Regions from separate parts of the Mus musculus genome. Here all the other regions are linked to region 1. The links are chromatin contacts, called in public ChIA-PET, Hi-C, HiChIP or PLAC-seq and Micro-C maps. All regions are on one chromosome and are shown on one strand. Each heading gives the region's core, a stretch centred on a gene start, on an enhancer-like site or on the middle of the called end of the contact. The rest is flanking DNA. Distances are from core to core; before and after follow the strand shown.

The links. A called contact is a pair of places that touch in the nucleus more often than the background predicts. ChIA-PET counts read pairs in DNA pulled down with a chosen protein or histone mark. HiChIP or PLAC-seq counts read pairs in DNA pulled down with a chosen protein or histone mark.
Region 2: a contact with region 1 is called in a Micro-C map of embryonic stem cells, with 1.8 times the contacts expected there. The contact joins the promoter of 1700012C14Rik here to the promoter of Smkr-ps in region 1. A contact is called at or near these places in 1 of 39 promoter capture datasets (pre-B cells), 1 of 484 Hi-C or Micro-C datasets (embryonic stem cells) and 1 of 115 datasets of contacts at active chromatin or transcription factors (bone marrow-derived macrophages).
Region 3: an RNA polymerase II ChIA-PET map of memory CD8 T cells shows a contact between it and region 1, with 8 read pairs. The contact joins the promoter of Klhdc10 here to the promoter of Smkr-ps in region 1. A contact is called at or near these places in 2 of 115 datasets of contacts at active chromatin or transcription factors (memory CD8 T cells and thymic regulatory T cells) and 1 of 9 other capture datasets (liver).
Region 4: a Hi-C map of Th1 cells shows a contact between it and region 1, with 6 times the contacts expected there. The contact joins the enhancer-like site here to the promoter of Smkr-ps in region 1. A contact is called at or near these places in 2 of 39 promoter capture datasets (both in embryonic stem cells), 3 of 15 datasets of contacts at CTCF or cohesin (large pre-B cells, pro-B cells and stem cell-derived epiblast-like cells), 26 of 484 Hi-C or Micro-C datasets (B cells, the C10 cell line, CD4 T cells and 9 more), 12 of 115 datasets of contacts at active chromatin or transcription factors (DN3 thymocytes, bone marrow-derived dendritic cells, bone marrow-derived macrophages and 6 more) and 1 of 9 other capture datasets (embryonic stem cells).
Region 5: an RNA polymerase II ChIA-PET map of memory CD8 T cells shows a contact between it and region 1, with 5 read pairs. The contact joins the promoter of Tnpo3 here to the promoter of Smkr-ps in region 1. A contact is called at or near these places in 1 of 115 datasets of contacts at active chromatin or transcription factors (memory CD8 T cells) and 1 of 9 other capture datasets (adipose tissue).
Region 6: an H3K4me3 HiChIP or PLAC-seq map of bone marrow-derived macrophages shows a contact between it and region 1, with 4 times the contacts expected there. The contact joins the enhancer-like site here to the promoter of Smkr-ps in region 1. A contact is called at or near these places in 1 of 484 Hi-C or Micro-C datasets (embryonic stem cells), 5 of 115 datasets of contacts at active chromatin or transcription factors (bone marrow-derived macrophages, effector CD8 T cells, embryonic midbrain and 2 more) and 1 of 9 other capture datasets (embryonic stem cells).
Region 7: a Micro-C map of embryonic stem cells shows a contact between it and region 1, with 2.2 times the contacts expected there. The contact joins the promoter of Ube2h here to the promoter of Smkr-ps in region 1. A contact is called at or near these places in 1 of 39 promoter capture datasets (stem cell-derived epiblast-like cells), 3 of 484 Hi-C or Micro-C datasets (embryonic stem cells and regulatory T cells) and 5 of 115 datasets of contacts at active chromatin or transcription factors (embryonic stem cells, epiblast stem cells, memory CD8 T cells and 1 more).

What each region holds. Positions count from the first base shown.
Region 1 is chr6:29,983,549-29,987,309 of GRCm38.p6, reverse strand. Smkr-ps (smal lysine rich protein 1, pseudogene) reads right to left here and starts at 1,981. Exons shown (of 2, transcript NR_040264.1): 1 at 1,844-1,981.
Region 2 is chr6:30,459,058-30,462,818 of GRCm38.p6, reverse strand. It overlaps 1700012C14Rik (RIKEN cDNA 1700012C14 gene), which reads right to left and starts at 1,834. Exons shown (of 2, transcript NR_131049.1): 1 at 1,690-1,834.
Region 3 is chr6:30,400,123-30,403,883 of GRCm38.p6, reverse strand. It overlaps Klhdc10 (kelch domain containing 10), which reads right to left and starts at 2,029. Exons shown (of 10, transcript NM_029742.3): 1 at 1,734-2,029. The coding sequence starts at 1,890.
Region 4 is chr6:30,355,255-30,359,015 of GRCm38.p6, reverse strand. No RefSeq gene overlaps it. Among named protein-coding and RNA genes, the nearest start is that of Zc3hc1, 34 kb to the left of the region's middle. Within about 2 kb of position 2,190, at least 82 of the 459 cell types and tissues checked have an H3K27ac peak or open chromatin away from gene starts, as enhancers often do. A contact at or near this core is called in B cells, the HL-1 cell line, Th1 cells and 7 more, where this site is marked.
Region 5 is chr6:29,607,843-29,611,603 of GRCm38.p6, reverse strand. Tnpo3 (transportin 3) reads left to right here and starts at 1,755. Exons shown (of 23, transcript NM_177296.5): 1 at 1,755-2,238. The coding sequence starts at 2,119.
Region 6 is chr6:30,335,021-30,338,781 of GRCm38.p6, reverse strand. No RefSeq gene overlaps it. Among named protein-coding and RNA genes, the nearest start is that of 1700095J07Rik, 32 kb to the right of the region's middle. Within about 2 kb of position 1,736, at least 156 of the 459 cell types and tissues checked have an H3K27ac peak or open chromatin away from gene starts, as enhancers often do. A contact at or near this core is called in bone marrow-derived macrophages, effector CD8 T cells and memory CD8 T cells, where this site is marked.
Region 7 is chr6:30,302,661-30,306,421 of GRCm38.p6, reverse strand. It overlaps Ube2h (ubiquitin-conjugating enzyme E2H), which reads left to right and starts at 1,883. Exons shown (of 7, transcript NM_009459.3): 1 at 1,883-2,370. The coding sequence starts at 2,318. 1700095J07Rik (RIKEN cDNA 1700095J07 gene) reads right to left here and starts at 1,807. Exons shown (of 2, transcript NR_166056.1): 1 at 1,333-1,807.

The DNA.
Region 1 (3,761 bases), core at 732-3,231:
TAGTCTCATTAAAACCATTCCAACTACTTAATAGTGATTAATAATTAATAGTAACTGAGAGGAACCCAGAGGGTTGGTTTGTGAGTTTACCACTGAATTCCTTAGCCTAAACTATTATTTGGCACACCGAATGGATGAACCATTTGCTAAATGAATAATGAATTACAATCAGATGGGTGTGTTGGTTCAAATATGAAATGTCTCTAACAGGTTCACATGTTGATTGTTTATTCCCAAGAGGGCCTTGAGGAGACTTTAGGGGGGTAGAACTAGGTAGCAGAAGTAGGTCTTTAGGGGTGGGTCTCACCTGGCCCTACCCTCTTTGCTTTCTGACCTTCCCTGTTGGACTCTCCGCTGCCCTAAGCTCTGCCTTCTCCACTACGTGAGACGGAAACCTGAGTGTGACCCCGAATAAGCCCTCCTTCTCTTGAACTGTTGTTTCAGGTGTTTGGTCATAGCCACCTGAAGAAATAAATACAGACACTTTGCGGTTGGAGAGGCTATGCAAAGATAAAGGGACCAACCAAGATCAGAGTGGCTGTCCACAAGCAAATGGGGAGTAGGGCAGGGTGGGATGGAAAGGGGGAGGGGCGATCAGGTCTGGAAAGCAAGTGAAGAGCAGCTTTGGCCTTCAGCCTCTGTAAACTAACAAGCTGGACATTTATACAAAGAGCCGGAAGAAGCCGTTAGTTTCGAGGGCTTTGTAAGTTATTCTTCATTTTCCTGGATCCGGAAAAAGAAGAGCAGTAGAGTAGAAGCCGAGAAACAAGTCAGGAGATGGCACCTTTACTTAATACTATACTTAGTTCCAGAAGAAAACATTAGAACCGCAGGCTTACTAAACACATCCCAAACTGCAGGCTAAAGGAAAGCAAGACAGGCAGGACACCTCAAGCGTGGTGCAAAGGGCTGTGGGTACTTACAGGACAGGAGGGACCAGGAGGTATTTCTACTCTAGGAGATAAAAAGACTAGTAGCAGCCATAGGGCAGGTGCAAGGAGAGCAACATCCGTCTAGTTCGGGGAAGACTTTTCCTTAAGCAGAGATGGTAATACCATAATTGTGCAAGAAGTTGAGGCCCCTTTACCCAGTGCATGCTTAGCAGCAAGTTCAACAGTGAAGAGAACAGCGTGTCCCTGAGGGCTGCGGACAGGGGCAACAAAACCACAGCCACTCTAGAAAGAAAAATGAGGCTGGGAAGGACGGCACCGGCAGGAGGAGGGTTAGGGTAGGGTGGGGTTAGATGCAGTGTGGACACCTCTCCCTCCTCCCAAGGCCAACCTTACTTTATTACATGTAAAGAATTCCACCATACATCTCAGGGCAGCCTGAACAGTCCCTTATTGGCGTGTACTTAGTTTGGGGGGATCCAAACCTCGTTGCTGATCTTCCTCTATTTCCCAAACGCCAAAGCATCTTCTAGGAGTGAAAAAAGTTACCCCACAGAACCAAGGGACTAAAACCAGTTTCACAGAAAGGGTACAGCCTGAATCTGCTGCTGCTGTCCATCAGATGCAGGTCATCTTAAGTCCATCTTAAGTCCGTCTCAGAATGAGCCCTCCTACTATACGCTGGGTTGAACTGTACCGGTGGGGACGACAAAAGACCTAGGTCTCAAAGGCTTACTGGGGCTATGGCGAGCGCTTGCGAACCTCCCACTTTAAGATGGGTATTTCCGTGGTCATTTCTATCTCAGCTGAGGTGATTGTGACACCAGTCCCCAGTCTCGAAATTCAGGCCCCACATTTCTTCCCCATACCCCCCACCTCTACTCCCCCACCCCGGCGTCGCAGTCTTCCGGCCCCGATCCTGGTGCTTCCCTAGCCTCCGCGAGCGCTCTCACCGGCGTTGTGCCGCCTGCCCCGGCCGTGGCCGCACCTCCAATTGGGCGCCTTCGCGGTGTGCGGAGGCGCAGATGCTGGTAAGCAAGGCTCGGCTCACTCCACTCGGGGCGGCACCCGGACAGCTCGCTTTCGAGTGCACAAACCCCGCGGAACCTCGAACTGTTTATTTGTTGCTAGGGCACCGGGGCGGGGCATGCCGCACTGGGCGGAGCCCTTGTGAGCTCAGTTTGTGTGTTCCGATTCGGTTTACGCGGAGGTGACGATGATTAAGAACTCAAACTGGGAGCAAAGTTGCAAAGTTTTGTCTCCGGCAGTGCGATTGGGCGGGGCATGAGGGGAAGGGGCGGGCCGCCAAGATCAGCAGTTTTGTCTTTGGGAAGGAAAGGCTAGAGAGAGTGTAAGCTAAATCAGTCTCTTGAAATCTTCAGAAACTCTTTCACTTCTTCTGATAAACAAGAATAAGGTCTCTGAGGGTCGAGGTGAGAATAACAGAAGAAATGTCTGTAAGAGTCTAGTACAGGCCTCAGGAGAGGAAAGTGGGCAGGGTTCGTACATTATGGGTGGGATTAGCTTCTAACCTTGTGAGTCCATCCTTTTCTCCCAGAAAGGGAATGCGTTTGGGGGCATAACTCCAATTGTTTTTTTTTTATTTTTTTTATTTTTTTAGAACTTGCCATTCCATTTTATTCAGTAAGCGGATATTGTATATCTGTCGCGTGCCTGACTCCCGCTTGCCATGGGAATTCAGTGCCCAATATGAGCCAAGGTTCTTGAACTAAAAAGGTTGGAGGAGGAAGATGGGAACACAGCAAAGAGGAAGGGTATGAATTGCAAGCGCTGGCCACAGTTAAAAGTGATAGGTGCAGAGTTGGCTCAGTGGTAAAGAGCACTTGCTTTTGCAGAGGACCCAGGTTGGGCTCTCAGCACCCACAGGGCTGTTCACAACCATCCAGTCCCAGGGATCCAGCGCCCTCTTCTGACCTCCACAGGCACCAGGCAGCTCACTATACAGTGCACTGATACACATGCAGACAAAACACTCACCACACAAAAAAATAAAAACAAATAAACGTTACAAAACAAAACAAACAAAAAAACCCAAACGACCAGGAACAGTCCAAATCATGGGCCGGATATGGTAAACCCAGGGCAGGAGGCAGGTGAACCAAGAAGCAGGTTAAAATCCTGAAAAGACCTTACATGCTATAGTAGGTTTTGCTAGCTTTTCTCCAGCCTGGTTAGTGAAATGACTTTCAAAATCAAGTCTTTATGTCCTTTGGAGTTTTCACTGACAAGACTGTGTTTTGTCTGGCAATTTTATCATGATTTATATATCCCTTGATATGGCAAACTCTGTGTTTTCTCCTTTGTGGACTGGCTTCTAATCCAAGGATTGGGAGTGAGCCCCTTTCCCTGCCTGTATCTCAATGTTTTGTTTTGCTTTGTTTTGTTTGCAGCTTTCCAAGGTTAATCTCTACTGGGATCATTTCAAAATTTGTTCCTTTTTTTTTTTCCTGATCAACAACTTGTGATGGTGGTACCATGGTGAAGTGGGTTCTTGACTACATACAAGGTTTAGAAGACTTCATTGCGTTGGGAGTGACAATGGGGTGTTTTGAATGATAACAGTCCCCACAGGCACATATATATGAATATTTGGTCCCTGGTTGGTGGAACTGTTTGGGAAGAATGAAGAGGTGTGGCCTTGCTGGAGGAGGTGTGTCACTGGAGGAGGGCTTTGGCAGTTTCAAAAGTCTGTGCCAGACCCATCCCTCCCTCCCCTCCCTCCCCTCCCTCAAACTTATGGATAAGATGTAAGCCCTCAGCTCCTGCTCCAGTGTCATGGTTACCTGCCTGCTGCGATGCTCTACATCATAATGGTCATGGGCTCACCCTCTGAATTTGTAAGCAAGCCCC
Region 2 (3,761 bases), core at 585-3,084, 480 kb before region 1:
CTTCCTCTGCTATGCCCGACGGGCAGGGTCCTGGGCCTCAGGCTGACTTGAATCACTCCAATCCTACTTTAGATGTTATCAACCATGCCTCCTACAGCCTGGCTGCAGTGACCCAGCCTATCTATCTGAGTGCAGCATCCCCTTCTACTGTTCGCTTCTTTCCTACATAGTGGCTACACACTGGATCCCTCTGCGGGCCTCACTGGAAGTGTGTCACATTGCTCTGCAGCTTGTAGGAGGTAGCAGGCACCACAGGCCTCTACAGATTGCAGGACAGGTGGAGGGCCCCCGCCTTCTGAACCCAGGCCCCTAGCTATCCAGCTAGCTGAAAGTGTTTATTGAACACCTACTTTGTTCCAGGCTCTAAGGACTATGGAATGAACAAGATAGAGTCAGCTCCTGTCCTCCTGATGGTGGAACAAACAGGCAGTAAACTCTATGACCATGGGGGAGATGGGAAGGGGACAGAGCCGGTAGAAGGGTCAGGGCAAAGGCCTTGGAGTCTTCCTAGTGGGACCCTAGCTTTGACTCTTCCTCACTGAGATGATATTTGAATAGAGAACCGGAGATGGAGGACAGACCCACAGAAACGCAGGAGGAAGAGCGAGCCACTGGTGCCAAGGCCCCCAACAACACACTTCATCATCCAAGGAGCGGCACCATGGCTGGACTAAAGGGAGCATCGTGGCAAGACACCAAGGTCAGGTAGCTTTGGAATCCCCACGCCATGGAAAGAGCTGAGATGTGGCCTTTCTGGGCATCTTACAAGGAAAACGCGTCCATCTGTTGCCTTGTTCTGGTCTGAAAGGTATCTCCCCCCCCCCCAGCCCCCCCCCCCCCGACAGATCAGGTGCTTCCACTGGCTCCAGGGAAAGGCTCCGGAGCTGGGATTTCCAAATCTTGGAAGCCTCACTGCCAGGAGTCACCGTGTGGCCTGAGGAAACCAAGATACCTCATACAGATTCCACATAGTCCCTGTCTCTACTGCTGCGTCCCTGGGGTCAGAAGAAGACCAACCCATAGCTTCTGTCTTTTTTCTCCTGGCCGGGCTATTCAGATGATAGCTAAAGACAAGGCAAGCTGCCTTATCTTCCCCAAGCCGGGACAGAAGGAGTTTATGAGGACGCTGATAGGAACCCTGAGAGGCTACTGGCCCTCTCAGGGTGCTCCTCAGAAAAGTCTCAGTGTGTGGTAATTATCTGGTTAGTGAGGACTTCAGCTGACCTCTGAAGAGTGACAGGACAGTCCTCCTCCTTCAGGAGATGGTGACCCACACCCATCAACCCATGCTGGGGTTACTCTGTTCTTCTCATGGTGCCACACAGGAGCTGGGCCAGTCTGGAGGAGAAAGGATGCTGGAGCCTTACTCTCAGGGGAGGAGCGCTCTCTTAGCTCACTCTCCAAGAACTGGGTGGGGAGTCTTTCAGACAGAACCTGTCTTTGGCCCTGAGTCTCATCCTGGTGACTGAGCCGGGCTTATCCCCGTGGCTTAGCAGAGCGAGCGGCCATGGAAGCTTTTCTGGACTGGGCTAGCAAGGCGTGAGGGTTTAAGCATGTGCCCGGAGAGCTCTGGCACCTGTTTGATACTTCCCAGGTTGATGGTGGCATTTCTGGTGTGAATCCAGCCCCTGGAGTATCCAGGTCCCGGGCTCCATCTGCCACCTCACTTGAGGGTGCCAGGCCCCTCACCTCTCCTACTCCAGGCCCACATCACCTTCCAGAATAACCCCCATCAGGAACGCGGCTAGGATCTTTCCTCCCTGTTGCTTTTCCAGTGAGGCCTCTTTTCCCCTTCATACAAGCACTTCCGAGAGAGCCAAATCGACCGCCCTCTAGGTTGCCATGGAAACAGAGCTTTCTTTCCTCCCTCCTGTTTACCTTGGTCAGGGGACTGCGACAAAAAGCAGCCTGTCGCAGGAGGAGAAGGGAGGGCGGGGGAGAGCGGAGGGAGAATCAGCTTGCCTTAAACCAGATCATTCCGGTTTGGAGTGGTTCTCTCCCCCGCAGCCCTAGGCCCCTCTTGCCACACTGGGCTGTGGAAGGCAGGGAGGGAGGGAGGATCCTCATCCTGCGAAGCTTTAGTGGAGAAGGTCCTACACCCGTGGTACCCCGTCCTAATTCCAAGTGGACCTGTCTCCCTCAAGGCCAGAGTTTGGCCTCCAGTGCATCCTCTGGAGGTGCTGCCCCAGGGTGACTGCTGTGCTCAGGTTGGCTCCCCACCCCAGGATAAAGAGATGGGAGCTGAAGGCCAGGCCTTGCTCTGTATATGTACTCTTGAGTGCCCTGGCCAAAGTGGCCTCACCCTATTTACCAAAAAGATCATTGTCGTAGCCTCGAACTTAAAATTTCCCAACTAACTGCCTTGGAGCGCGATTATATATCAGTGCCTTCTGAGCACCGCCTCTCCTCGCCCTAACTTTCCAAGTCTCCTGCAGTTTTTCTGGTTTCTTTCGTAGGCTTCCTCCCCTTCCAGAAGCCACCAGGAGGTGGTGGGTGCTGTCCCTGAAAAGCTTTCTAGCTCTTTGTGCTCCTCTGAGCCTTGAGCTAAAGTACTCTATTCTCAGTACCTGATTCCTCTAACCGGTTTGCTGGGTAGAAGCCCTGCCTCCGGGTGCTATCAGCCTGAATACAAGGTTGTGCCCCGGTGGCATCCCAGCCGGTTGCGTACCCACTAGATGCACAGTTAGCGTGGGCACCGGCCGCTGCTAGTCGCGGTGCCCACGACCAGGACCAGCGCTGCTCGCCAGGGGGCGGCAGAGAACCCACCCTGGGCAGCTTCTCCGCGAAGCACGAGGCCATTTTACATTCGAAAAATCCTGACCTGGCTCCGCATCTATGTGGACACTGGGAGCTTTGCCGGGACAAGTGACTGGCGGTGGCACCTGGGGGACTTGGCGCTCGCTTCCAGAGCAGCTTCCCGTCCCAGGCACAGGCTTCATCGTGCTGCACTGCGGCTCCGCGGAGCCCCGCCCACCTGGGGAAGGGTCTGGTCCTTTATCGGTGCAGTGAGAGTTCTTACCAAGGAGACCCTTCCTCTGGCATTGGGAGAGCTGGTAACTCCCTTGGCAAGAACACTTTGGTGGCCCTTGGCTTATCCTCCCGCATCCCAACACAATGTTTTTGTTTGGTTTCTGATTTTGTTTTAAGAAGCCCTGGTTGGCCTGAAACTCAGTGTATATAGACCAGGCTAGCCTCAAACTCACAGGTCCACCTGCCTCCGCCGAAATGCTGGGATGAAAAAACGAGGGTGCACCACCACGCCGGCTCCAGCACAAATTAGCTAAGCAGAAAGTGGACAGAGTGACGCCTGACTGCAGCACGTGGCAGATATGGCTCTGCTACCCTGCAGGGAGAGAAAGTGGGCCTTGCAGTCTTAGAACCTTCTGAGGCCCAGACTCTTGGTAGCTTTAGTGAGATGGTTCATAAAAGATGAACTGATCTGCCCGTCCCTTCTGAGGTGACACACACTGACACTTGATGTATTTCACAGATGCAACCGCTGTGAGGATCCTGGCTTGGTGTTGAGTGCCAAGAATAGTAAGTGGCCAGCGTGTGCCGCTGTCTGTGTCCTCTCTTCACCAACCCTAGAGCTGGGCTGAGGAGCCAAACTGGACAGGCCCTTCCCGCCTGCCTGGCTGCTGCCTGAGCCGAGCCGAGAGACCTCATTTCTGTGTGTCAGGCTGGGCTGTCCCAACCTTGGTGAATCAGAATATGGCTAATCTGCAGGGTCTCCTGGGAATAAGGTCCACCCCCGCCCACCT
Region 3 (3,761 bases), core at 780-3,279, 420 kb before region 1:
AGAACGAGGGAAAGATGGAGACCGCCTGTGTGGGAAGAAGGAGCTGAATGCCAGCCTGGAAGAAAGGAAGCAGAACGAAGACTGACAACTCCACTTCTCCAATTTTCACAGTTTAAGCACGTTTTATCTTCACCTCTGGACAAATGGCTGTTCTTGTCCTCCTGTGCTAAGGGAATGCAGAAATAGCGCCATACTTCAGACCCTTATTTGAAATCATGGCTTACCCTGCCCTCATGTGGTAGCAGAGAGGAACTGCACCAGTATGTTGCAGGACCCTGAGAATGCCCACATGAAGTTCATGGTGTAATAATTAATCTATGACCAAAGACTTAAAAGATTGCAGGCAGAGAGCAAACTGGGAATAGTCCTTGCCAAGGGATTTATCTTCTAGGCTTAGTAATGCAGAAAACCTAGGGTTTTGTTGTTAACTGATGATAACAAAAAAAAATGTCTCCTTTTTTCTTGTTAAACATCACATATTTAGCAATTCCAGAATACCAGTCTGATACTGTTTATTCAAATCCAATTTATGGTATATTTGATTATTTACAAATGTCTCAATTTTATTTTAATGGCATGAACAAATGGGTTAATGAACATTTCTGGCACACATCAAAAACCATATCACAAATATTAGTAATTATCTCTCTGAATAAGTAAAATCCCCTTTGTTATCTTTAAATTAATCAACTGATTTTTTTTACCACCTAGAAGAACAAGTCACAATAGTAAACACAATTCAGAAACAATCAGGTTCTCAAAACATCTAAACAAATATACCACTGATACAATCAACTTAACACTAGTCACACATACACAAAAAAACATGGCGAAGGTCTAGTACATCATTCCTGACAATTCTCTTCACGGTGAAAAAAAAAAAAAAACACGACTGCCCAATAAAATGATTTAGCATTCTGTGCATGATTTAATTCTCTACCTTTTAACAGACTGAAAATTTGTAAACGTACGCTTTTTACAACTGTTTACACACATACCTACATGACTTTGTTTTGTTTTTTTTAAAACATGTGAACTCAAAGACCATGAAATTTTTAGCAGTAGGTATATTTTTCCAATTTTCAGTTTTGATACCGGGATCACATCCTTTCGTTTCTTTATATTCATGATCTTCATTTCCCCCTTTTAAAATCTAGTCACCATTACCCATTCTGTCTCTGTACATCCCCAAATATTACTGATTCAACCATTTCCCTTAATCTTTTTTATTTTCTTTCCCATATACTCCCTAGCCAACACACACACACATACATACATACACACACACACTTTCACATGCTCATTCCATTTCAAAATATCCAACTCTGACACAGTTGGTTGGCTTTTTTTTTTTCCTTTCAAACAAAATCACTTCTATATTGCTCTCCTCTCCTTAATTTGGCACTCCTTTTGAAATAATTTTCCACAGTTAAACACCAATGTCTTTCTTTCACAACATCCATCCGCGGAAGAGGAAAAGATTAAGAACCGGGCAAGCGAAACATTTGGGAATGTCAAAGAGACAGCGGCCTCTCGGTCGGGAGGAAAATACAACTCTCCTCCCCGAGCTGTCGACACAGCGAGACTTCTCTTCGGCGTGCTCCGGTTCCCCTCCTGACCTCAACGCCACCTTCCTGCTGCTCTGCTTCCCTGTCCTCCCTCGGCTGTGTGTCCGAGGGGCAGCAGAGCCCGGCGACCGCCACCTTCTCGCCGGCAGCGGCCCCACCACTCACCTGGCAGGTGCGGCCGTCCCGAGAGCTGCACGAATCGGTTGAGCTGTCCGGTGCCCCGACCCCCGCCGGCCGCGCCGGCCCCGCTAACCCCGCTGGCCCCGCCGGCCGCGCCTCCTCCCCGCCGGCGGTTCCGGTCCCAGCCCTGGGCAGCCGACATGGCCCGCTAACGATTGCCGCAGCCCGGTCCCGGCAAGCCCCTGCCCCGGCAGCGCGAGCCGAGCCTCCTTCCCGGGCTCCTCAAGAGACCCGGGAGACGGGGGCCGGGGTAGCGCCGGGCTCTCCAGCAACCAATGGCTGGCCGCCTTGGTGACAGTGGACCAATGGGCAGTCTCTTTCTTGGCAGGTGGAGGGAGGCGGGGAGAGACGTGGTAACCATAGCTATAGCTAAAAGAGATGGGGGGAGAAAAGGCGTAAGCAGACGCTCAGAGAGCGCATCGATTCCCGGAGCTCGCCCGCTTCTCCGGGATGCTGGGGGCTCAGACCAGATAGTCGAAGACCGAGCGGGGAGGCTACGCCAGAGGAGACTCCCAAGCAGGGTCGCTGCCTCAGCATGGTCGATACTCCGGAATTCTGTCCCATAAGCACTGCATTTAGAAACATCATAGGTACACAATGCATGTACTTGGTGTTGGTACATCTGTCTGCAGTTCTGCAAACTGAGCCCCGGTCTGCGGACTGTTGCCACACACAAAGGGCTCACGGGAGGTGGGGGCAGGGGGAGGAGTCAGATGAAATCTAAAAAACTCCTGGCTTTCATCATTTGTTTTGTCTCACGGTGGCACTGCCGGGACCCTTCCCCTGCAAAAGCCACGTCAAGAGCAAACAGCTTTAAACCCGATTAGCAAATACCGAAAACTGTTCGATATTAGAGTAATCATAGAAACACAAGTGAAAATTTCAATAAGAAAATCTTTCAGGCATCAGTGAAGATCTTTATTTAAACACGCGGCTTGTGTATGCCTGCCAAGAAAAAAACAATAGAAAAAGATACTCTCTTAGATGACACACGATCAAGTAAATGTTTTACTCACACACACACACACAAACAATCCACCTCAATTGTCTTACAATATACACAGTTAACGATAGAAAATGGAACGGACGATGTGATTTTAAAATGTAAATATCAGAAATTCCCATCGTTTCAAAATTAAACCGAAAATTTGGCTTTGAAGTTGGGGAGGCGCAGTGCACAGTGGGAAAATGCAGATACACATTGCTGTTTCCAAATAAGGAAAAAAAACATAAATTTCTCAAGGGAAACAAAACCTTTCAAGATCTAATCTGATGGACTGCTGACCCCCTTGATGTTTCACACATGAGAACCTCACATGTTGGATTTTTTTTTTTTTTAAGGAGTGGGGTGGAGAAGGAGAAAGTGCTGAGACCAGAAGTCTCCTTTGATCTCAGTGAGCAAATTTCATGTCGTCATGAAATTTTGGTTTTTTGTCTCCACACCCAGTTTCTGTAGGAAAAGAAGTATTTTTATCCATTATGCATTATGATACAGTTTATTGAAATGTTTGACATCTGATAAAAAGAAAACCCATGGAGCTGGGGATGAAGGTAGCTCAGTTGCTTAAAATACTTGTCTAGCACCAAAGGTACAGTCTCCTGCCACAGTATAAAACTCAGCATGGTGACACACTCTTGTAATCCCCAACCGAGGATGGTGGCAGAAAGATCAGGCATTCAAATCCAGCCCCACTCAGATAGATACATTACAAGTTCAAGGCCAACCTTAGCGGCATAAAATCCAGACTCAACAACAACAAAAACAAACAAACAAACAAACAAACCCAGGACCACCAAGAGCTAGAAGGATGTATGCAGAGCACTGGCTGGTCGTCCAGAGGACCTTGGTTCGATTCCTAGGACTTACAGAGCAGCTCTCAACCATCTGTAAGTCCAAATTCAGGATCAGACGCTCTGTTATGACCTCCTCTGGGTGCTGGGCATGCAAGTGATGTACAGACAGACATAAGGGCAGGCAAAACACCCAGATATATTAAATTAAATTAAATTTAA
Region 4 (3,761 bases), core at 941-3,440, 370 kb before region 1:
TATCCAAAGTCTAGCCAAGGTTCCACAAAAGACAAGACATATGCATGACAATGTTTATATATTTCTACTTGAAATAAATTGAAGATAACCTAAACATCTGGTAATTGATTACAGAGTATAGCTTGGGAGACTATCATTTAAATTATTGAAATGATTATTGTAAGGGCCAGGGAAATGGCTCAGAGGTTAAAAGCATATCTTGATCTTAAAATGGACCCAAGTTCAGTTTTCCCCACCCACATGATCCATAACCCTGGTTCTAGAGAACCTGACACCCTCTGGTCATCTCTCACACCAAGTATGCACGTGGCACATCAACATACATGCAGAACACACACCCATATGCAGAAAATAGATCTAAAAAATAGTGTAGTCATTCACAGTGGCGGGCGCATTTAATGTCACCTTTCAGGAGGTAGAATCAGGTGAAGCTGTGTGTACTGAGGCCAGTCTGTCCTACATAGTTCCAGGATGGCCCACATACTGAGACCCTGTCTTACAAAACAAAACAAGAAAAACATTGCCTCAAAAAAAAAATCAAAGGACTATTATTGTTTTTTTTTCAAAGATTTATTTATTATTATTATACATAGGTACACTGTAGCTGACTTCAGACATGCCAGATCTCATTATGGGTGGTTGTGAGCCACCATGTGGTTGCTGGGATTTGAACTCGGGACCTTCAGAAGAGCAGTCAGTGCTCTTACCCGCTGATCCATCTCCCCAGCCCAGGACTATTATTGTAATGTAGTTTATTCATATAGTGGAATGATACTCAGAGTTTTTAAGTTGCTCTTTATCTAATGTGGGTCAAAAACGTGTGTAACTAGAGTGATCTGTGTTCTGTAGGTAACTAGACATCCAGGAAAATGTGACGTATGAGGTAGTAAATGGCTAGAAAACTTAGAAAACTTCCCCTTTATGAGAGCCATAGCATCTGCCCACTTTCCAAAAACTTAGGTATTTAGTCCAGACTCAAGGTCAGGTTAGCTATAGTGTCAAGCTGTAATACTAGCAGTACCCACTAGAGCCATTAGGTGCCGCCAGTGCTTCACATTAAACTCCAGCTTGCCTTTCAAACAACCACGGACCCACCGCCACCAATCACTGGGGGACAGGCCCTGGGCGACAACTCTCCTTTCCAAATGGTTCACCCTCATTTCTGCATCATTTTTCGGGTGTTTTGATTTGTTTTGTTTTGTTTTGTCTTAGAAAATGTCTCACTTTGTAGCCTTGTCTGGTCTGGAAATTTTGTCAGTGGTTCTTAACCTTCTTAATGCTGTGGCCCTTTTAATACAGTTTCTCGTGATTTTTTTTTTCTTTTTACATGACTAATTAATTTTGCTACACTTAGGAATGGTAATGTAAATACCAGTTTTCCGGTGGCCTTATGTGACCCCTGTGAAAGGGTCACTTGACAACCCCTCCCACGTTGGGTTGCAACCCACAAGTTGAGAACCTCTGCTCTATTTAGACTAGATTGGCCTCAGACACAGAGACCCACCTCCATGTGCCTCCCTAGCGCTCTTATGGAAGGCAGACACCACCTCGCCAGCCTCGCCACAGCATCTGGCTTTGTCTTGTCTAAGTCAGTGTAGACTGGAAGTTGGGGCTGCCTGCTTTGTAGCACAGACCAGTCCAGTGATAGGAAAATGGACAGCATGGAGGTGGGTGCCCAGAGAAGAGGAAAGAGAATGTATTTAGTGAAGATCCAGAGAAGTGGAGGATGCTCTCCTTTTTTTTTTTTTTTTTTTTTTTTTTTTTTTTTTTGAGACAGGGTTTCTCTGTATAGCCCTGGCTGTCCTGGAACTCACTCTGTAGATCAGGCTGGCCTCAAACTCAGAAATCCTCCTGCCTCTGCCTCTCGAGTGCTGGGATTAAAGGCACTCCTGAGGATGCTCTCCTTAAAGTTCAGGGCTAATCCCTTGTATCCAGCATTAGAGACATTGTATCCACCATTAGAGGCGTGCAGAAATGCCTAAAGACCAGACTGACTGGGAAGCCAGAAGAGAAAGCCACAAGAGGAGACGAGCCACTGGCAGCCACCTTGCTCCACATGGCTGCACTGACGCCAGTCCTCCCAAGGTGTCACCAACACTCAGGCTGAGTCACTCCAAACCCAGCCCACAGAGTTAAGCCAGTAACAAAACCTGGAGGACGTGGCCACAGGGCCAAGGGCCAGAGCAATGTCATCACGGGCAACCGTGCAGCTCGGGCCCGGCAGATGACCCTTTCCTTGTGAGCATTCCAGGGTGTGTGACTGATGCTCACTGACCCCGATTCATGGCGGCACGGAACACAAAGAGGTCATTACTGCCCCTTGATCCACCGGGGAAACTGAGGAATGGAGTGGGGAAGCAGCTTTGGCCCGTGAGTCAGTGGTACAGGTCATGAGTTCATTACCACCCCGTCAGGTCAGTCAGGTGCCTATGAAGCCACACTTCCCAACCAGAAGTAAACATGGCTGTCCAGGGCCAGGGAAGGGAGGGCCTTCCACCCAGTGCCCTTTCCATACCTGTCCAGCGGTAGAACCAGACACAAAGTTGCAAAGACTATGGCCTGACTCCCTGCATTCAGCCAAGGTCAGAGTGGGGAGTGACAGCCAAGACGGCACACAGGTTGTGGCCAAGCCAGCTCAGAGTCAGTCGGGATCTGGCCATCTGGACTCAAATACTGGATGCCCTTGTTATCAGTCTGTCTTCTGAGCCAGCTCCTGGGGCCTCTGCTTCTTGATATGTAAAAGGGGCAGGAGTAGTCAGTGTCTATGTCAAAGGGCTGCTTAAGAGCTAAGGGACCTGATGTTTGTTACGTGGTTGCTAAGCAATCCTTAGCTGCACACCTGGCCACCCGTGTCTCCAGGCTGTAGGGACTTTTGGGTCTGAGGAAAAGAAATGGGCACTGGGCTCAGGCAAAAACATCCCAGAATGTCTCGCTAGCTCATCCTTGCTATGGGAAGGATTCTTCTCGCCCAGTGGCTCTCCCCCATCAGCAGAGGTGCTGGTACTTCAGCTCGATGCCCAGTTTTAGAAGCATCGGGAAGCAGCATCTTGGGCAACCAAACACCAAGTGAGATAACCACATTCTTGCCAGCCTCCTCCAGCCTTGGCTCAGGGCCCAGCAGGGCCACCCTTAGGAGATGGTGCTAAGAAGACAACAGGCAAGCTAATTATAGGCCCGGCCTGCTGGGCTGTGGACACTGCCTGTTTGGCCTGCACGGCTTACCTGAGTCATCTATCCTGCGGCCACTTGAGCCTGGATCTGGACTAGCAGGCCACAGGGAGTCAGGAGCGCCTTCCCTGTGCTCAGTCTGGTCAGCTGCACCACTTCCTGCCTCTTTTCCCCTCAGAAAGCCAGTTGAGGCAGGTGAGCACCCCAGATCAGAGGCCAGAAGGCCTAATGCCTACTGCGAGGTGAGCACAATGCTGGGATCCCAGAGTCTCTGGAAAAATCACTTCACAGGTCAAAGTAAAAGGCATAGAATGAACAGGGCAGTGGCCTCCTCCTTCCACCACACGGTCCACACCTCCATCCTCTCCCTGAACCTTACTGGTCTGCAGGGGCCCCAGCTCTCTTGCTCCTCAGTGGTCAGCTGTGATCTGGGCTCAGTTCCCATAAACTTAGCCCAGGAATTTTTCAAAGTAAAAGGAGGGCAAATATGGGTGCCGTGGTTCAAAAAATCAGTCTTAAAATCACAACAGAGTTAGAAAACATTCTTTGAGGCGTTAAAAATGAGGATAAATGACAAGAAAGTCCCCAGCTCT
Region 5 (3,761 bases), core at 506-3,005, 380 kb after region 1:
TCACCCTTCACCCCACAACCTCCAGGGCTCCCAGCTCAAATTCCAGCTTTCATTTAAGAATTCTTGTGGTTGCCAGGCAGTGATTGTGCACACCTTTAATCCCAGCACTTGGGAGGCAGAGGTAGGCAGATTTCTGAGTTCAAGGCCACCTTGGTCTACAGAGTGTGTCCCAGGACAGCCAGGGCTACACAGAGAAACCTTGTCTCGAAAAACCACAAAAAAAAAAAAAAAAAAAAGAATTCTTGTGACTAGTTGGGCAGTGGAGGTACATGCCTTTAATCCCAGAACCCAGAAGGCAGAGTTTCTGGACAACCAGAACCACACAAAGAACCCCAGGCTGGCCTCAAATATGCAGCAACCCTCCTGTCTCTGCCTCCCAAGTGCTGGGATTATAAATATGGTCCAGCATGAACAGCTTTAAATTCTCATCTTTTAAAATGAGGTTTAGGAGCTGGAGAGTTGACACACTCACTGATCTTGTAGAGAACCCACACTCAATTCTCAGGATCTATATAGCAGCTCACACGGTAACTCCTCCAGGACCAAGTTGCACATGCATAAATATGTAGGCAAAACACTCATACACATAAAAATAAGTCTTTAAAACTATTTCATTAGAGCTGGGCGTGGTGGCGCACGCCTTTAATCCCAGCACTCGGGAGGCAGAGGCAGTCGGATTTCTGAGTTCGAGGCCAGCCTGGTCTACAGAGTGAGTTCCAGAACAGCCAGGGCCCTCTACACAGAGAAACCCTGTCTCGAAACAAACAAACAAACAAACAAACAAATAAGCAAACCAAAACTATTTCATTAAAAAAGGACTTATTTTGGAAGGTTGTTAATCTTTCACTACATTACATTACATTACACATGGTCAGCCTTCATTAGATACTAACAGTTATTTTTAGTGAAGCAGCAATATTGGGAAACTGGCATGTTAACTGAGGATTGCTAGACAGTTGATTTTGTTTGTCATTTATTTATTTATTTGTTAATTATTTTCTGAGACAAGGTCTCTTTGTGTATTCCTGGCTGTCCAGGAACTTGCTCTGTAGACTAGGCTGGTCCAAACTCAAGAGTTAGGCCTGCCTCTGACTCCAGAGTGCTGGGATTAAACCTGTCTGCCATCACCGCTTGGCTGTTTTTTTTTTTTTTTTTTTTGGTTTTTTTTTTTAAAGAGACAGAGTTCCACGTATTAGAGGCTGGTCTTGAATTCCTCCTGATGGTGTTGTGGCTAACTTCCAAGAGCTGAGATTACAGGCTCTCTTCCTTTCTTTCTTTCTCTCTCTCTCTCTCTCTTTCTTTCTTTTTTTTTTTTTTTTTGAGACAGGGTTTCTCTGTGTAGCCCTGGCTGTTCTGGAACTCTGTAGACCAGGCTGGCCTCGAACTCAAAAATCCGCCTGCCTCTGCCTCCCGAGTGCTGGGATTAAAGGCGTGCGCCACCACGCCCGGCTGAACTGATGTTTCTTAAACACTCCTTGGAGACGGGTGAAGAAGTAGGAACCGGGAGGAAAGACTTTGGATTCCTTGCTGACGAGATAAGATTTGGTCAGGAACGTTAAGAGTAGCCAGACTTGAAGCTCAAATAAAGACTTACGCACCTAGGAGACTGACTACCTTGTGCCTACTTCCCCTTGGTTCTCCTAGTCCGGCAGGGTCACTTCCGGGAGGAGGCGGGGGAAACAAGAGGAGGCGTGCCGGGAAGGAGGCAGTTTGTGGTGCACCAGGCGGAAGTGTGCCAAAGTCTACGGACGGCCACTTCCGGCCCGGGGAAGCCCTGCTTCGGCTCGCTGCGTGGTTCGTGTCATGCGGAGGTAGGCCTCTGCGAGCAAGGCGGGAGGTGCAGAAGCCAGAACCCGTGTCCGGACTCGAGAGTCTGCGATTCTGGCGGGAAGACAAGACAAAAAGGAGGCAGGAACCTGAAAGCGACCTCTCCGCTGTTTCCGAGGGGGCAACTTCCACGAGGAACCCCCCTTCCCTGGTAACGGCCAGAAAGGAGGAGATGGCGCCAGTCAGGGAGCGGCTGTGGCCGAGACAGTGAGGACGCTTGAAGGCAGAGCAAGCGGAAGCCTAGGGAGGAGTATCGGGCTCTTTGCTGTCATCGCCGCCGCTCCCGCCAGCATGGAGGGAGCCAAGCCAACCTTGCAGCTCGTGTACCAGGCGGTGCAAGCGCTTTACCACGACCCGGATCCCAGCGGAAAGGAGCGCGCCTCGTTTTGGCTTGGGGAGCTGCAGCGTTCGGTGAGGTTCGGGGAGAGTCCGTTCTGAGCCGCGCGGGACCAGGGCCGAGTGGGATGGGATGGTTCTCCGCTTGAGTGGAGCGCTTGGCAGTGGGAGATCCTCTTTCCGAAGGAGCTGGTGCCGCGGGGTGGGGCTGAGCAGCCACAGATGTGCTGCCTTTCGGAAACCAGTGGCAACTGATTGGTCACGAACGGGCCCTTTCCCTCGTCTGTGGAATCCGTTTTGTAGTTCTGTACGTCTCGCTTGTGGTCTGGCTCTCCTTTAAGTGCTTTTGGTACACCTTCCGTATTCAAGAGTTGCATCTGGCAATACCTTCCCTTTGGCAGCCTTACTCACCCCTCAGTGTCCCTTGCCGATTTTCATTCGTGTTATTCTCGAAATTTCTCAGGCTTCTAGATTCGTGTTCGTACAAATTTTCTCCTCTCATTGGAGTGCAACGTAATATAAAGAAAAATTAGTTATGGTTTCAGGAAATCTTTGTAGTTCTTTTGTTTTATATCAGATTCCTACTGTATTTCTTCTGCCTGTACGTTTTTATTTGTAAGATGGCTATCATAGCTATATTAATTAGTCCATATTTTTGTGAGCATGTGGTGGAGTGTGTGTTGTATCTATCGTATTTCCACATGTTAAATTTTTGGGCTCATGTTTTTTCATTTTTTGACTCACACTTTGTATTTTCTTCCATGATTTTTCACACTCACCTTTGCTATGTTTTTATTTTTTATGAATTTTAATAGCTTGTGATTTTGCTGACAGTGTTTAGGTTTTAGTCTATGAACTGTGAAATTCTTTGAAAACTAAGGAGCCTCTTAACAGACTAAGTACCTACTTTCTTTTTCTTTTCCTTGTGTTTGGTGCTGGGGATCCAGTCCTGCCTACATCTCTAGCTCTCTCTCTCTCTCTTCACCCTTTATTCATTATTTCATTTTATACTCACAAACATGAAATGCTTGCTCTCCCTTTTCTGTTTAACTCATAACTGATGTTTAATGGTGCTGTATCTTCTTAAATAAGCCCCTAGGTTGCAAGTACATAATTAAAAAAAAATATTTGCCACTTTAACTCTGATGGTTGCATGTAAATGTGACACTCAAGTTCTTGTTTATATTGTGGGAAGACAAATAAAATTTTGCTGGGTGTGGAAGCACTCGACTTTAATCTCAGCTGAGATTAAATCTCAGCAGAGGCAGGCTAATCTCTGAGTTCCAGAACAGCCTGGTCTACAGAGTTCCAGGACAATTAGGGCTAAATGGAGGAGGAAAAAAAAGGTTCAGTGTAGGCTCCCCGTGTAGGCCTCCTGTAGCTTTTAGTTCTGCAGACGAGGGAGTTACAGTTCTCTACAGTTCTTCATACAGTTTTCTATTTTTTTTAAAGGATTTATTTATTTATTATATGTGTATATGCTGTAGCTGTCTTCAGGCACACCAGAAGAGGGCATCAGATTTTTGTTATGGATGGTTGTGAGCCACCATGTGGTTGCTGGGATTTGAACTCAGGACCTTTGGAAGAGCAGTCGGTGT
Region 6 (3,761 bases), core at 487-2,986, 350 kb before region 1:
AATATAAATTCTAATCAAGATCAGCGAGGGAAGGTGCTCAGGAGAGGCGGCCCCCTGGCACTGCTGTTTATGTAAGTGTCTATTCTTAGGCACTGGGGCAAGGAATAGGCTAGACATTGCTGCCCTCATGGAGTTGATGTCTTGATGAGAGAGACAGTTAATAGGTGAGTATAGAACTAAGTCAATGATTTCTCTCTCTCTCTCTCTCTCTCTCTCTCTCTCTCTCTCTCTTTCTTGGTTTTTCGAGACAAGGTTTCTCTGTACTGTATAGCCCTGGCTGTCCTGGAACTCACTCTGTAGACCAGGTTGGCCTCGAACTCAGAAATCTGCCTGCCTCTGCTTCCCAAGTGCTGGGATTAAAGGCATGCACCACCATTACCCAGCCTAATTGATGTTCTTAAACCTAAGTAACAGACAGTCACAATGCACTAAATGGCTAAAGTTACAAGGGTATTTTTTTTCTTACCCTATTTGTGGAGTGATTGTGTCTCTTCAATGTTCATACATCACAATCCTAGCTCCTAGGACCTAAGGTGTGGCTGTCCTTGGAGTAGAGTGCTCATGAAGCACACATGGAGCTCTGGACTCAACCTGGGCACAGCATAAACCAAAGGTGGTAGCACACCTATGATCCCAGCACACAGGAGTCAGAGGCAGAAGAATTAGAAGTTCAAGGTCATTGACAATCCTCAGCTATATATTAAATTAAACTTCATTGTGGACTACATGAGCCCAGAAAGGGGGAGGGGAGGAAGGAAGGAAGGGAAGAGATAAGAGGGAAGGGAAGAGGAGGAGAGAGGAGAAGGGAGAGCAGGGGTGGAGGGAAGGAGAACAGAAGGGAATGGAAGGGGAAGAGAGGGCAGGCTGGGGAGATGGCTCATCACATAAAAATGCTGGACACATTGCCTACAACCTGAGTTTGGATTCCCAGAACCCATTTAAAAGCCAGAAGTGGCTTGTGTCTGTAGACCGAACCGCCCTGGGCAAGATGGAGGCAGTACCAGGAGAATCACAAGAAGGTTCAGGCAGCTAGCCTGGGATTAGAGGTGAAGCATCACAGAGCAAGAAAGACCCAACGACTGTCGCCTGATGCTGTCTCTGCTGCATACACATGCCACACAAGTAAATAAGAAATATTTTAAGGGCGCCGGGCGTGGTGGCGCATGCCTTTAATCCCAGCCCTTGGGAGGCAGAGGCAGGCGAATTTCTGAGTTCGAGGCCAGCCTGGTCTACAGAGTGAGTTCCAGGACAGCCAGGGCTACACAGAGAAACCCTGTCTCGAAAAAACCAAAAAAAAAAAAAAAAAATTTTAAAAGACAAGAAAGGTTTCTTGCTCTGTATCACCTTTCTAGAAAATTTAAAAATCTATAGAAAGTAATGCCCTCGAGGAGGGGGTGAGGTGAGCTAGGTGGGAGGGCTAGGGGATTGGAAGGGTTGGAGACAGACAGACAGACAGACACACACACACACACACATCCCAGCACTCAGGAGACAGAGGCAGGTGCATCTCTGAGTTTGAGGTCAGCCTGGTCTACAGGGGGAGTTCCAGGACAGCAAGGGCTACACAGAGAAACCCTGTCTCAGGAAGGAAGAGAGGAGAGAGAGAGTCAACCACTAGTGAAGAGGCTGCCAAACACCAATCAGAATTTATTCCCATGATGAGTGGGACTAGGAAGAGAAACCCAAACAAACTCTGAGTTGTACGGGCAGGAGGAAGGGGAAATGGCTGCTGGGAAGGCAGCCAGCAGAGTCTGCTAGAGTGTCCTGCCGAGAACCAAAACAGGCGGATGTGACAACATGAGGGGTGGTGACTGGAAGGGGCCAGTGTTCTCGAGGTGAGGCGAGGGAAGGCTCTGGGAAACTGATGTTTTGGCTGCTGCCCAACTGAAGTTGAAGAGTCGGCAGGCAAAATGGGGAGCAAAGCATTCCAGACAACAAAGACCCTGAAGTAGGAGCAAACATAAGGATCCTAGTCTCAGAAGGGAGTGGCTCTGAGCTCTCACCTTCCTTCCCTCCTTCTACCCATTCTCTGCCTCAGTCTGCCCACCTGAAAAATGGGGCCAAAGAGAATTATCTCTCACTCCGGTGTAACTGAGTCACCAGCAGGGTAGATGCGAATCTGGCCCCTGTCATAGCATGTCAACAAGTTTAGGAAAGTGTGGACTGATGGCACAGGCTTTCTCTCCCCTGAACAATGGGGGGCCCCCATATGAAGCCTGACCAGGAATCCTGGTGAACATCCACAGAGACAGAGCATCGAGCTTTCCAATGAAAGACAACCTACAACACCTGAAGGAGAATGTTAGCTCTCAAACCAGAGACAGAGTGACTGAGTTGCCTGTTAACATATAAGTGAATGCTGGCTGCCTAGCATCCCTTGGTGACAAGGTCCTCCTGGTTAGCATACCCTGTCCTCTACCCTGAACTCTCCAGCCCAGAGGCTGGGCTGCCCTTCCCTATATAATCCAGCCATTTTGGCTATGCTGGCTTTTTTGTGGGTTCTTTGCCTGCCACTCTAGGTCACCTCTCCACACATGGCCCTACTCAAGGTCATGTCGCTCTGGACTCTCCCAGATGTCTCTGCCTCTACCTGTTTTCTCCCTTATAATAAAAACCCTGAGCTGGGCGGTGGTGGCGCACACCTTTAATCCCAGCACTTGGGAGGCAGAGGCAGGCATATTTCTGAGTTCGAGGCCAGCCTGGTCTACAAAGTGAGATTCAGGACAGCCAGGGCTATACAGAGAAACCCTGTCTCGAAAAACAAAACAACAACAACAAAAAAAAAACCCTGAGCCCTTACGAGCAGTCAGTCTTCCTCATTTATTTATTTATTTATTTATTTATTTTTATTTTGAAATTTCCACTCATTCACCTGGTCCTGAAACAGCTACAGAGACCCTTATCTCAGGAACATGGAGAAGCACATGCCAGGCCCTCTTGGAAGGGACATTGTGCGTGTGCGTCCACATCTGCTTCCCCCCACATCACTTCCACCTGGGCAAGGAGCGGGGGAGATGGTGGAAGCTGACACTGGTCTATCGGCACAACCGAGGGGCTAGAGAGAGGGATGTGGCCTGCTCGGGTGGCATGCTGAACGAGCTGGTGGCAGTCATCTGTCTACTGCTCTTCTTTCTCCCCCTCCTTCCTCCCCTCCTTGCTCACTCTTTCTTTGAGTGCTGGGTAATGCTGCTTAGGAGGGCTTCATGCTAAGCAACCGTCATCGCTAAGCCACACCAGCAGTCCTGGTTTTCTTTCTTACTGGATAATAGATCTTTAAGCCTTGCGTGGTGATGTGTGCCTATGATCCCAGCACCCAGGAAACAAGGCAAGATCCCGGGGCATGGGGAGGTCGCAAACTCAGAAGTCTACTATGTGCTGATCTATCCTCATTTCGCAGGCTGAGACAGGAGGCTCATTGCCAGCGCTGGCTTACAGAAGTGAGTTGTAGGACATCCAGGGCGTGTAGTGAAACCCCAGCTCAAGTCTACTAACTAAATGGATGAAAATGTAAAGGTAGCTTGGGATGCAGCTCAGTGGTAGAGCACTTTAGCTGGCTGGCACAGGTCCTGGGTCCAATCCCCAACAACACACCTAGGCACACACCCAATACATGCATATGTAAAAAGTATAAGAAAGATGGGGGCGCTGGAGAGATGGCTCGATGGTTAAGAGCACTGGCTGCTCCTCTAGAGGTCCTGAGTTCAATTTCTGGTAACCATCTGTAATGGGATCTGATGCCCTCTTCTGGTGTGTCTGAAGAC
Region 7 (3,761 bases), core at 634-3,133, 320 kb before region 1:
GTGTCCTTTCCTTGACTGTCTGTTCTATATATATGCTGTGGTTTTAGAGACAATGACCACAGGTCCTCTAGGTGCCACTGTGTGTGTGGTGGAGGAGCAGAGAGCACACAGCTCCTGCCTTTTGGGCATAGGACTTTATAAATGCACTTAACAGTCAGATAGGTGTCTCGAAATTGAGACATCTTTTGGAATCTTGACGGCAGAGCTTTTCTGACTTTGGCCAGCATCGGAAACATCCGGGGTACTTGTTAAAGACAAGGCTATTTAGGCCTCACCCCAGACCTTCTGAATTCCCAGCAGCAGTTCCTGGACTCTGTGTGAGCTTAACAAGCTCCCCAGGTGATTCTGAGGTGTTGGGCCAAGCTTGAAAACCACTGTCTTAGCACAGGGGAGGGAGGTAATCAGGCAAAGGAGGCTGGGGGAGCCACTCTAGGAAAGCTGGTAGGGGCAATAACACCCTAGGGAGTCTGGTGCAGACAGTGAGAAAGACAAATCTTGTTTTGTTTTGTTTTCTTCCTTCAATGAAGTGATCAGATAAAGGTGGCTAGAAGTCTTTTCATACCCGTCTGCTGACAGATTTCTCCTAGGAGAAAGCAATGGATAGTCTTTTTTTCTCCCCAGAACATAGAGTGGAAGTTACCAGGGGCTGGTGGGATGGGGAGGAGGGGTTATTCTTTTAAGGGCACATGATTTCTGTCTGGATTGATGAAAAGGTTCAGGAAATGAGCACTAGTCATACTTGCACAATATTTAATGGTTTTTTGCTGTTGCATTGAATATTTAAATATGGTTAACATTGTATATTTTATATGTATGTTACAACTAAAAAAAAAAAAATAGCTGGCATTTTGAAGGGTAGAAAGATAGGAGCAAATGATCTTCAATTTAGCCCTCAGTACCTGACCTGACAAAGTCCAAGTGTGTGTCATAGAGAAAAGACAATAGATAAAGCTTTTGAGGATACTTGGCACTATTCTGCCTCTTTTACCTTGTTGCTCCTTAGGTTTACAGTACTTTTGAGCCCTGTAGAGCAGTATATCTCAGACTTCACTGTTCAGGGAACTGTCTGAGAACTTAGTTCAACTGCATATGTTAATTGAGTAGGCCTAAGGCCCTTCTAGAGGCATTCCTTCCTAGTTCTCAAATGATGCTGACACTCTGGTCCATTCTGGGAGAGCTGTGTAAATTTCATCTTCATCTACACTGTATCCTCAGAGTCATGAACTGATATAGGAGTTCAGAGGGCAGAACTGTGTCTTTGTTCTGCATTATAACTTATTTAGGGTGCTTCTATCAGTCACCTTTGTGATTTTAAAAAGGACCTCAACTTACCTCAAATTCTGTAGAATGAGGATGTTAGTATCAAATTATTTCTGTTCTTTGCTGCTTCTACTGCAGTTCCGGAGTTGTTGACCTTGTTTGCATAGAGGGTAAATGAACCCTGTTTGCAAGCTCTGGGGAAGCCTTACTGTAGTCTAAATCCCTGCAAACCAATTCCCTCTGAAGAGGGAGCAGAGTGGAGAGAACATGCTGGTGTGGGAATTTCCAGATTTGGACGCCAGTCTGAGTAATTGCCACTTTGGCCTCCTCCATATCCAAACAGCCTTTGCAGCACTGTTGAGAGGGTGGTACATAAAGTATGAATGTAATCATACTGCCATTATTTACTACCGTCGTTTATGTTGATGGTAACGACACTGGCAGTTGATCGATGAAGTGTGTGAGGAGGTTGGGGGAGGGGGCGGAGGGAATGCACGATGGCAGGAGAAAGAGGAACTACATCTCCCAGAACTCCCCTGACAAGCTTACACCGCGACGACGATGCTCCTCCCCTCCCACCGGCGCCCCGCCCCTCAGATGACGTCACAGAGGTGACATCACGGCGCCTAGAGCGAGGCTAGGGTAGAGAGGCCGACCGAGCTGGAGTCGTCGGCTTGTGGAGGAAGCAGCTGGGAGCTGGCGAGAGCGTGAGCGAGCGGGCGGGCAGGCGAACGAGCTAGCGCAGGCGGGAGGGAGCGGCGCACGGCGCGGAGCAGCGGCAGCCCGGGCCGCGGCGGAGCCTCAGTCGGAGGGCAGCCCGAGCGGGCGCCTCGGTCCCCGCCCCCACTCGGCGGGGCAGTGCCCGGTGTTCCCCCGTGCGGGGGGCGGCGGCTGAGCGGACCCCACGGGACCGCGCGGGTGTTGCCACCTCGGCCGAGGAGCCGGCGAGGCCGCGGGGCCCTGCGAGCTGGGCCCGGAGCCCGTGACAGACGGGCCAAGGAGGGGAGAGAGGCGGCGGCGGCGCAGGCGACGGGGAGGCAGCGGCAGCGGCGACACCATGTCATCCCCCAGTCCCGGCAAGAGGCGGATGGACACGGACGTAGTCAAGCTGTATCCTTCATGGAGGGGAATTCGGACTGCGTGTGGGGCGGGTGGGGGTGCCCACTCGAGGGCTCCGGGGCACTCCAGGCCACTGGCCGCGCCTCCCCTCCCTCCCCCAGTGCCTACGGCGGCCCCTTGGCACCTCCCCGGAGCCGAGGGCTTTTTCAGTCCCCCTTTATCTGCAGCCCCCCGAGATGTGCGTTGTTCTTCGCCTTCCTTGCACTCCCCCCCCACCCCCAGCCCCTGACTTTCCCTCTACGACGTTTGGATTCCTAAGACGGCCCTTTCTTAGGGGTGTGTGTGGGGGTATAACTAGACGCCTCCTTCGTCACCGGGAGCTCATCTTCAGGGTCTTTGCTTCCTGTTTGCTAGCTTTGGGTTTATGGGTTCATTATAGAAATTCCTGAGAGGGAAGCCTTTCTCTCTCTCTCTCTTTCTCTCTCTCTCGGGTGTCCCTGTTCCTTCCAGTCACAGTGCTGCTTAAACTGGGGTAACTCAAGCAACCTTCTTTATCCCTAATTCCTTTCTATATTAGGAAGAGAGTAGCCTGCCCAGGGCCCCCTCTTGTAATAAAGAGCTCCGTGTGTTTTAAATCAGACACTCCTGTTAAGCCTTCTGGTCTGGAGAACCTTCCTGTTTTTCTTTCTACTCACAAAGCCTATCCCACTCATAGTGCATGCAGTGAGGACCCCCAGGCCCTCTTAGCAGGCAGGCCACCCTCCATATTGTGGAACTGACAGCTGGGACGAAGGAGAGAAAGGAGCTCCCCGAACAAAATAGCCACTTGAGCAAAACTCCCTCTGAGGATATGGTTCTTGGGGACTGCTTGCCCTGATCTGGGCCAAGTGACACCTTTTATTTTCTACCCCTTCCCCCAGCTTTATATACACCCGAGGTTGCAGTGGGAGAGCTGTAACTGATAAGAGTCCTCCAGGCAGTGGTTTTGGTTGGAATCCAGGCTGATTTTTTTTTGCATGACCAGTAGAGAAATTCGCGAAGGTTCCTAAGGCAAATCGAGCATTTAAAAAAATGTTTTTATTTTTTGAGGGTGGGGGTGAGAGCCCAGTGTTGTAAATAGCTGATCCCCAGGGAGAGGGTGAGGGGGGGCGGTAGTGTGTGAAAGGCTGTTAACAAGTCTTGTCTCCTGTTTCTCTTTTCTGCCTCGCCCCCATCCCCCAACCATTTCCCCCGTTGCAGGATTTTGTTTATATAACTCAAGTTGTTTGTCTAGATTCTTCAGGTAATTCCTTCTCTTACTTGTTGCTGTTTTTTATTTTTTTATTTTTCCTAAACATCAGTGGTGGTTGTCAAAAACTCAGTTATGGAATTTGCTGAAGTTTTTAAAAGTAGTTTTTGCTTAGGATTTTAACTTGGGGGATGGGAGGAAAGTTGCCTAGGCA